Regions from separate parts of the Pan troglodytes genome. Here region 1 is linked to region 2. Evidence: chromatin contacts called from public HiChIP or PLAC-seq data. All regions are on one chromosome and are shown on one strand. The core of a region is the stretch at or near the end of the contact, and the rest is flanking DNA. Distances in the headings are between cores, read along the strand shown. Region 1 holds the start of MTF2 (metal response element binding transcription factor 2). Region 2 holds the start of DR1 (down-regulator of transcription 1).

Region 1 (4,666 bases), core at 768-3,267, 270 kb after region 2:
TTACACATTTCCGTTAATACCCACTAACATTATAAATGTAGTATCAGGAAGCAGGTGTGTTCTTAATTCAAATATTTAGAACATTTTTAGCACTTTAAAAAACTGCAGGTGAACTAATTTTAAAATGTGAATTCAAATACATTTTTATATTTAGGAATCTGAAAAAACAAGTCATTTTTTATTCCCTCTCAAGTTATAACTAAACTATAGGGCACTTAAAGCCATCAGTCAAAACAACTCCCTTTAAAGCATTTTCAAATCTTAAAAAGGTTATTGTGAATTTAATTACATTTTATCCACATTAACTACTTCTACATACAACTATCTTTGAAATTTACTGACCAAAAAAAAAAGGAATTCCCAAGAGAGAATGAAACCATGGAAATTGAAACCAGCTTGTAGGCTAGGTATACAGGAGGGTCACATGGAATCCATCTGAAGGAGAAAGTAACTACTATTACTACTGGAGGTTCTGGAGTCAAATTAAATCAGGTACTATTTACATATTTCTAGCTCTGTACTGACCTCACATGGTGCCTTCCTATGTATTACACACAGGCCTAGCTAGGTTTTCACATTTAAGTTAGTGTTACATGGTTTCTATCTTTAACCAAAGTTAAATGTTTTAAAGAATAGAGTAACATTCCATAAGCCTTTTCCCATTGTTCACAAACCCTTGCTGTTAGTCAGATTACCCCGATAAATCCATCTGTTCCCTCTAATTGCTTCCAAAGAAAAATTCTAGCAACCAAGGACACCAGATTGTAAAACACAGAGTTAGAGTTCTGGCACTACCGAAATATGTTAAGAAATCTTGGCAAATTGGTTAAAATTCCTTAAGCCGTAATTACCTCAGTTGTAAAAATGAATACAATACAAATCTACATCCTAGACGCAGATTATATGAGTTAGGTTTAATTAAACACAAGAAAGGCCTCATATTTTTGGTGAGCTCCAAATATAAGCTACCTAGCTTTCCCCCATCTCACTTTCCCTCCCACCGCTTCCCTTTAAGCTTTCAGGTTGTGCTTCCAACCTCCACTTCAGTGTGTTCCCCTTATCCTTACCAGCACTTACACTCGACCCCCTTTACTCCAATTCCATACAATTCCACCCTCCGATTCCAAGCTGCTACTTCCCTTTGCGCACTGCTAAGGTCCCAGGCAGCCCTCCACTCTGCTCCCCACATTTCCCTCAGCCCCCATTTCCCAACGGCTCCTCCTCTCGGCTCCCCACCCCCTCGTCACCAGGTTCATCCTGCCCCTCCAACCGTCTCCCGCCCCCAGGTTCCTTCCTGCCCTCCAAACACAGCTTCCCCGTCTCAACGTTTCATCTTGTTCCTCCAACAGACTCCCCCAACGACCTCCTCGCTCCTTTAGTCCCTATTTTCTCCCAACACTCAACTGACTACTCCTCTTCATCCATTCTTTTCAATATACACATAAATGCAAAGGCACCCACATACAGGAGCCCCCACCCCCACCTTGGTCCTCCATCTTTCCCTTTTATACTTGCTTCCTTTCTTCCTCCTTCCCCCAACCCCCATCTCCTCCGGAAGAGTCGGTTCCCAGGCCAAGGTCTCTCACCTCATTCGGTCACTTCAGTGGTGCCAACCGCTTCATACAGGAAAAAACAACCAATCCGTCCCCGTGGGCGCTTCCCCTGCGAGTCCGAGCACTTACTGGGCACCCGCCCCACCGGGTACCCGGCACATATGCACGCACAAACCGAGGTCCTTGGAGACAAGGGTTGGGGGTAGAATGAGCGTTCTTACACCGGCCTCAAACACAGCCCACTTCAATACAGCCCCTCGCCATTTTGGTTTCCCGCGGACTGCCGGTGCATTCTGGGAGCGCGGAGCGACTCCGGTGCCGAATGGCAGCTCTCCAAAGCCGCGGGGGGGCAGGGACTGCGCGGCGAGCGCGGAGGAACACCGCGCCCTGCGTCCCCGACTGGGGCTGAACAAAGAAGGACTCTTTAATGTTGCAGTGAGGCTCAGTCCTTCCGCCGCCGGGGCTAACACAATAGTGAAAGCTGCGCTCCTGATCGTCGGTAGGCTGGCACTGTTATACAGGAAAAGGGTCGTGTGCGACCTTCGGTGTGCGTGGTCGTGACGGTGCTCTGTGCATCTTGCTGGGCCGATTTCTTTTCCCTGGAGAAAACCTTAACTGAAGCACGTGTCCTCTACTTTCATCCTAAGGCCTGCTGTTAGAATTTCCTTCAGAGGGGAGAAGACCCAGGATGTCGAGATTAAATTTTATTCAGCGATTCACTGTCCAGTCCCAAACTCCTTATCAGGAGCTGCTTTTATGAAAGACTTTCAGACGATTTTTTTCCTAACGATGAAAGGTTGTTTTCTGTTTACCCGCTTTGCAGTCCTTCCTAGTTGTAATGAAATCTGAGAATAGTCCCCTGCAAAATGGTTTAAGAAAACAGAATTGTTTATTAGTGCAGACCCTTAGCCTGCCCAGATTCTGCTGCCTACAGGGGTCCCAAGTGACAAGCTGTGAGATTGTATGCTTGTCTCTTTAACTTACACCTAGATACAACCCAGCTCCTCTTAGTAGCCACGTGTGGAATCTTTATTTATAATTTCGTCAAAATATTTTTAAAGCCATTTTATATTTTTGTCCCATATTATGCCACAGGGATAGTGAACACCATATTTTTTCTGTCTCTGAAAAAGTACCTCTTGTGGTCTAAGCTCATTTGGCTCATACTTCAAAAGGGGTTCCCTCAGCCTGTGATCTCAGAATTTGGCAAATAAGCATATTCGTTTTATCCAATACCATTCAATACTTTAAATATTGTGGTCATACCCTTCCACTCCTCTGCTTCTCCTGAATAATAGTCCTAATCTTTTAAGTCTGTCTTCTTACTGTACCCTCACTGTATCTACTTACCTACCACCTTTCAGGTTTCACTTTATTTCAATTCTCATCATCGTCTCTCATAAATTCGTCTTAAGTGACCTTCATACGTTGGCTGAGGAAAATTTTGACTTAAAAAAAGCAGATGCAGCCGGGCGCGGTGGCTCACGCCTGTAATTCCAGCACTTTGGGAGGCCGAGACAGGCAGATCACCTGAGGTCGGGAATTCGAGACCAACCTGATCAACTTGGAGAAACCCCGTCTCTACTAAAAATACAAAAATTAGCCAGGTGTGGTGGCACATGCCTGTAATCCCAGCTACTCGGGAGGCTGAAACAGGAGAATCGCTTGAACCCAGGAGGCAGAGGTTGTGGTGAGCCAAGATCGTGCCATTGCACTCCAGCCTAGGCAACAAGAGCAAAAACTCCATCTCAAAAAAAAAAAAAAAAAAAAAAGTAGATGCATTCCCATTCAGGAACGTGGCATAATAAATAATAAATATTATTATAAGGTAAATAAATAAATAAAATATTAAAAAGTAGATGCAGTACAAAAATTAATAAAGATATTGCACAAACAGATATATTTGCTGTGCAGCTAAGCCTAATCAGAGAACATCTGTTTTGGAGAACGTTTGGTCTAAGTTTTCCTCAACATTTCTGTAAAGTGGTCACCAAGCCTCAACTTCAAAATCTTCAGTGATTCAATACTTCAGACGCATTCATTTCCACCTCAGAAACTAATAATTTGGGCTCTTTGGCTACACAAAAGTATTCTAATCCCTTATACATTAGAGAAGTAAATTATGCCTCTATCAAAAAAAAGTGTTATTTTTCTGTGCAAACGTGTGAGTACAAAGGTGTAAGCAAACCAAGTGTTCAGAGATTTAAGGACACTCAGGGAGTCACAGTCAAGTATAAAGAATACCTGTCAGCCAGCCACCAGCAACTCACTCCTGTAATCCCAGTACTTTGAAAGGCCAAGGTAGAAGGATCACTTGAGCTGGGGAGTTCCAGACCAGTATGCAGTCTGGGCCACATAGTGAGACCCTGTCTCTACAAAAAATTTAAAAATTAGCTGGGCCTCTGCCTGTAGTCCCAGCTATTCAGGAGGCTGAGGTGGTAGGCTTACTTGAGCCACAGTGAGACTGCCTCAAAAAAAAAAAAAAAAAAAAAAAAAAAACCTGCTGTAGTTGTGGTTCCTCGGAAATATAGAGTGAACTCTGATCAGAGTAAACTGTACCCTTTATTGTTGTATGTATTTCTGTGATCATCCTTAGGGTCGTTCATAAGTATTCTGGTTCCCCTCTCTTCCAGACACATAGTAAAATTGCACTCTCTGGCCGGGCGCGGTGGCCACGCCTGTAATCCCAGCACTTTGGGAGGCTGAGGGGGGCAGATCACTTGAGGCCAGGAATTCCAGACTAGCATGGCCAACATGGCAAAACTCTGTCTCTACTAAAAATACAAAAATTAGCCGGGCATGGTGGTGCATGCATGTAATCCCAGCTATTTGGGAGGCTGAGGCAGAGAATCACTTGAACCTAGGAGGCCGAGATTGCAGTGAGCCAAGATTGCACCGCTGCACTCCAGCCTAGGCGACAGAGGCAGACTCTGTCTCGAAGAAAAAAGAAAAAAAAATTTGCACTCTCTTGCACCCCTGAAGTTAATTGCTTTGACCAATAAAATGGGTGACATGTATCACTTCTCAGGAGAATCTTTAAGAAGCAGAGACACATCTCCCTCCCCCATGCTATGGTAATCGTGGAAGCTTGGGTTGAGATAGAATGTCTGTCG
Region 2 (4,665 bases), core at 1,384-3,883:
AATTATAGCTATCTGTGCTGGATAATCTTGTGAAAGACTTATGACAGCAATCACACATACAATGTAAAAATAAATACACAAGGGAAAAAATAGACAACTTGGCTTTTATTTTACTTGCTAGAGTATTCAGCACACCAAATAAGCAGAAAAAAAAAAACTAGTACTAGTTTTAAGAACCAAATATGCTTTTTCCTAGGGATTTTTCTGCTTGTGTACTGAAATGGCAGGATATATTTTAAAACTACTTTCAAGACGTCATAAAGGATTAAAAATGAATCATTTAATCCTTTTGTCAATACTGACAGTAAAATATTGGATATGGTCAATATAAGCAGATGTGTTCTCTACTTCAGTACAACAGGAAAGTCACATTTTAAAAAGTTAAATTATAAAAATTAAGTGATAGACAACCACCTGCCTATCAAAATGATTAAAATTAATCATTTTCCCCTGATTTCACAAGCAATCAATCATTTTAATTAGATTATTACGAAAGGCAAGTTCTCACCTCAAATTGAGTACAACTCTTTCACAAGAGTACATGTAAAAATATCGCAAAAGGTACGTTCCCGAAACATTATGAATGGTAAATATGTTTCTCCTCTCTGAAACCACCAGAATACAGTCCCCCAAATCCCTATTACGGGACCAAATCCTTTCCAGGATAAAAGAAACTGTTGAAGTTTTCAGAAGTGCTGTTCCATAAAAGCCTATAAGTGTATACATTCAAATAGGAATGACAGCAGGAAAGGACGGGGAAATTTTCCGTTAAAAAAAAACTTGCATAAACTTTCAATCAAAGATTTCAAAACTTATCTCCACAGAACAGAACAAAGCAAACGACATAAAAGCAAACGGAAAGAAAAAAACGAAAATTTAAAGTTCACCCTATTCTTACAGAATGGAACAGGAGTTCTTTAGTAACTCATTCATGAACGTACCATCAAACCATTTTTAGAGCAGAAAACATACACCTTTTATTTAACAACGATAAACTTGACAACGTTGAACACATTGTATGTTAAAAAATTTTTAACTCATGTGTTCAGAAAATAAATCTTTTCCTCTACATTGGTGAAAGCTCAGGTGGGGAAGGGGGTGCTCTGTCTCCACCCATGCTTGAAGTTCCTCCGTCTGAATTTTAACTTTCCAAAGGAGAATTTCTGCGTTCCTTAATTATTATCTAAGTTCAACTTCAGGCAAGTAATTCTTGTTGCTTCGGCTTACCTGGCTGTAAAGTGAGATCACTCTTATTCTTTACGTTTTCGGGACGCTGACCTAAATGTTTGCACTCCTTACATGTATTCGCTGGATGAAAAGTACTGCAAAAATGCTACAAAGGGATTGTTTTTAAAGCACCGGCTGCCTACATGCCAGTCTGGCTTTTTCATTAAGTTACTTACCAGGGAAGAGGAATGGAGGCTTTGACACGAAAGGGTCACGCGATTAGCAGACTGCTACCCTAGAACCTCATTCAAACCAGCTCTCACACACGACTTACCTTGTATGACATGCTCTGGTGAGATGGTCTTCTTTTCCGATTTGTTACAAATCTCATTGGCTTCAGAAGATATAAGGTGAATGAATTCAGTGCAGCAGTTCACCACCAGCTCTCGAGCATCGTTGGCCACCCGGACATTAGGAAGAGTCTCTTTGATCATTTTATTGATAGCAGCTCTGGGGATAGTGAGATCATCATCGTTGCCAGACGAGGAAGCCATAGTACCTTCCTGTTTCTCGCGCCCCGGCTTTTAAAAACTCCCCAGCTCTGGTCCACTACTCCACCGAGATTTCTCAAAAAGTCGCCCTCGGAGAGTGATCCCGGGGGGTGCTTTGCGAAGAGGGTGCAGAAAATGAACGGAGGAGCAGCTGGCTTGAGGGCTGGGAACACTCGCGTGTGTGAGAGATTTAGGATGAGTTTGGGAAGAAAGTGGGGGCCCGAGGATTCTAGAGAGAGCACAGCCCAGGCTGAGGAGGGGAAAGCGAGGTGGTCCGGAAATTTGAGCGGCTGGGGAACCACCTTCGTGTCTCCTCAGAGGGGCGGGCGCTGTCGCCTAACTGGTCCCCAACGGCGTCGGAGCAGAGGCAAGATCCAGGGGCACTGGCCTCGCCGCGGTACCGGGCGGGTACCCAGCGGGCTCGGCTCTATAGAGCCCGAGGCCCCGCTGCCGCTGCCGCCGCCGCCAGCAGCCGTTGCCGCCGCCTCGGCCAAACCATCCTTCAGACGCCCGCGCCGCCGCCTCACAACATGTCCGCCGCTGCCGCTGCCGCTGCCGCTGCTGGAACGGCGACGGCCGCCTGGGAACTAATATGGACAGAGCCAGGCACAGTGGGAGTCGCAGTGGCTGCCGCCGTGGCCGCGTAGCCCGAACGCAGATCGTGGAAGCCGAAGCCGCGGCAACGGTGGTCCCTCCAGATGCCAGGAAAGGTTTGCAGGAAGCCGCTCCCGACACCCTTTGCGCCACCGGAAGCCTCGTTCCCTCAGATTTCCCCCTCCCTCCCGGACCGACTTCCGGGTGTGGCTGCCGCCCTTCCCCCACCGACGCCGGCGGGAGCCGCCCGTTCGTGCTGCCAGCAGCTTCCGCCTGCTGCGGTCCTGGCAAGCACCTCGGGATCCCATTCCTTCACAGGGACCCTAGCCAGGCAAGCGCGCGCCTCACTGTACCGGAGAGCTCCAAGCACGCGCTTGGTCTGGGGCCCGGACGCTACATCTGGGAAGGGGTGGGTGGCTGGGTAGATAGGCGAGGATCGTCTCTACCCTCTCTCAAGTAGCTGAGGCCTCCGAAACCTTCCCTAGCTGGATTTGGGGACAGAGGAGCGCTGGTATTGATAAAATAACTCTCTTTGCTATTCCTTTAGGAGCCCAAATGAGGATTGAAAGCGAGAAGAATGGGACCTGGGCTTGGGGGTGGGAGGTGGGGAAAGCAGAACCCCGTGTGCCTGTTTCTGCGTCGTCTGGAGAAAAAGCTTTTCAAGATGTCTGATAGACCTTATTCGGTTCAAAGCTCTCTAAAGTCCTCCACCTTTTTTTTTTTTTAAACTTCATGGAAAATGAAACATTTCAGAGAAGTTACTTGCCTAGAGGCAGCTAAGTCGCCTAATGGCTAAGTAGGAAAGTAGAAGTCAGTTCCAACATAGTGGAAATGGAGTGGAAATGCATGGCATACAGTGAGCTATATTAGAAGGTTCCCATTTAGACAGTTTTCATGTTGTATTCCATGTTGGCTTCTACAGGGGGAAAAAAGTGTTAGAGCATCTTAAGCAACTGTTTTTGCTTCTTTCCATAGTGACTAGTAATATCAACAGGTGTCAAGGTCTAAACAGAAATTGCATTAAAAAAAAAAAAAGTGTGTCAGCCGGGCGTTGTGGCTCATCATACCTGTAAACCCAACACTTTGGGAGGCTGAGGCAGGGGGATCACATGAGCCCAGGAGTTCAAGACCCGCCTGGGCAACATAGTGAGACCCGTCCCTACAAAAAAAAAATATATATATATATATTATATATATAAATATATAATATATATATTTTATATATTATATATTTATATATAAAAATATATGTTTTTATATATAAATATATATATATTTTTATATATATATTCCAACATCCCACTGTTTATAGTATAGCCTCTTCTATATGACAATATGAAACACGGGTTTTTTTTTCACCAGGCTTGGTGGCAGGCACACGTAGTCCCGGCTACTCTGGAGGGCGAGGTGGGAGGATCGATTGAGCCAGGGGGTCAAGGCTGCAGTGAGCTGCGGTTGTGCCACTGCACTTCCAGCCTGGGTGACAGAGCAAGATTCTTTGTCTCAAAAAAGATATAAAAAAAAAAAAAAGACAAAAAACTGAGTCTGTCATACTGTCATGTGGAAGAAGAGGCTATACTATAAATAGTGGGATGTTGGAATTTCTAAAAACTAAACAAGACACCGTTGAAATCCATTTTGTCACTTTGGTTCATCAGATTCATTACTCTTGATACATATGATGGCAACTGACTTGTTGACAATGTTTTCTTAAAACGTTCTGTCTGAGCCCTATATGCTGCTCTCAAGAAGACATTACAGTTTATTATGCTATTTTTTCATTTAGCATTTTCTGCAGGACAACTTACTGGTTCTTTAATTTCTGAAGTGTAGACACTTGTTTTTCAGTGCTACTAAATTTAGTCAAAACAAAATTTCTTTGATTAAAAACAGTATTTTAATTAAATTTTCTTCAGGCTGGGCATGGTGGCTCATGCTTGTAATACCAGCACTTTTGAGAGGCCAAGGGGGGCGGATCACTTAAGCTCAGGAGTTCGAGACCAGCCTGGCCAACATGGTGAAACCTCACCTCTTCTAAAAATACAAAAATTAGCTGGGTGTGGTGGTGGGCACCTGTAATCCCAGTTACTTGGGAGGCTGAGACAGGAGAATCGCTTGAACCCTGGAGGCAAAACTTGTAGTGAGCCAAGATCGTACCACTACACGCCAGCCTGGGAGACAGAGCACGACTCTATCTCAAAAAAAAAAAAAAAAAAAAACTTCATGAAGTGGTGGGTTTGTTTTTTTTTTTGTCAGTTTACTGTTGATTTAAAGATTTATTATGGTGCCTAAATTTATCTTGACCTTAACAATTTATCCGTCTGAAAAAGCTGGCTGGCAAAAAATGTCCCAA

What was found. HiChIP or PLAC-seq counts read pairs in DNA pulled down with a chosen protein or histone mark.
Region 1: a contact with region 2 is called in an H3K4me3 HiChIP or PLAC-seq map of stem cell-derived excitatory neurons, with 3 times the contacts expected there. The contact joins the promoter of MTF2 here to the promoter of DR1 in region 2. A contact is called at or near these places in 1 of 7 Hi-C or Micro-C datasets (stem cell-derived neural progenitor cells) and 1 of 1 datasets of contacts at active chromatin or transcription factors (stem cell-derived excitatory neurons).

The regions. Positions count from the first base shown.
Region 1 is chr1:138,093,052-138,097,717 of NHGRI_mPanTro3-v2.0_pri, forward strand. It overlaps MTF2 (metal response element binding transcription factor 2), which reads right to left and starts at 2,018. Exons shown (of 15, transcript XM_513565.8): 1 at 1,587-2,018. The coding sequence starts at 1,591.
Region 2 is chr1:137,826,597-137,831,261 of NHGRI_mPanTro3-v2.0_pri, forward strand. It overlaps DR1 (down-regulator of transcription 1), which reads right to left and starts at 2,634. Exons shown (of 3, transcript XM_001154876.8): 1 at 1,502-2,634. The coding sequence starts at 1,721.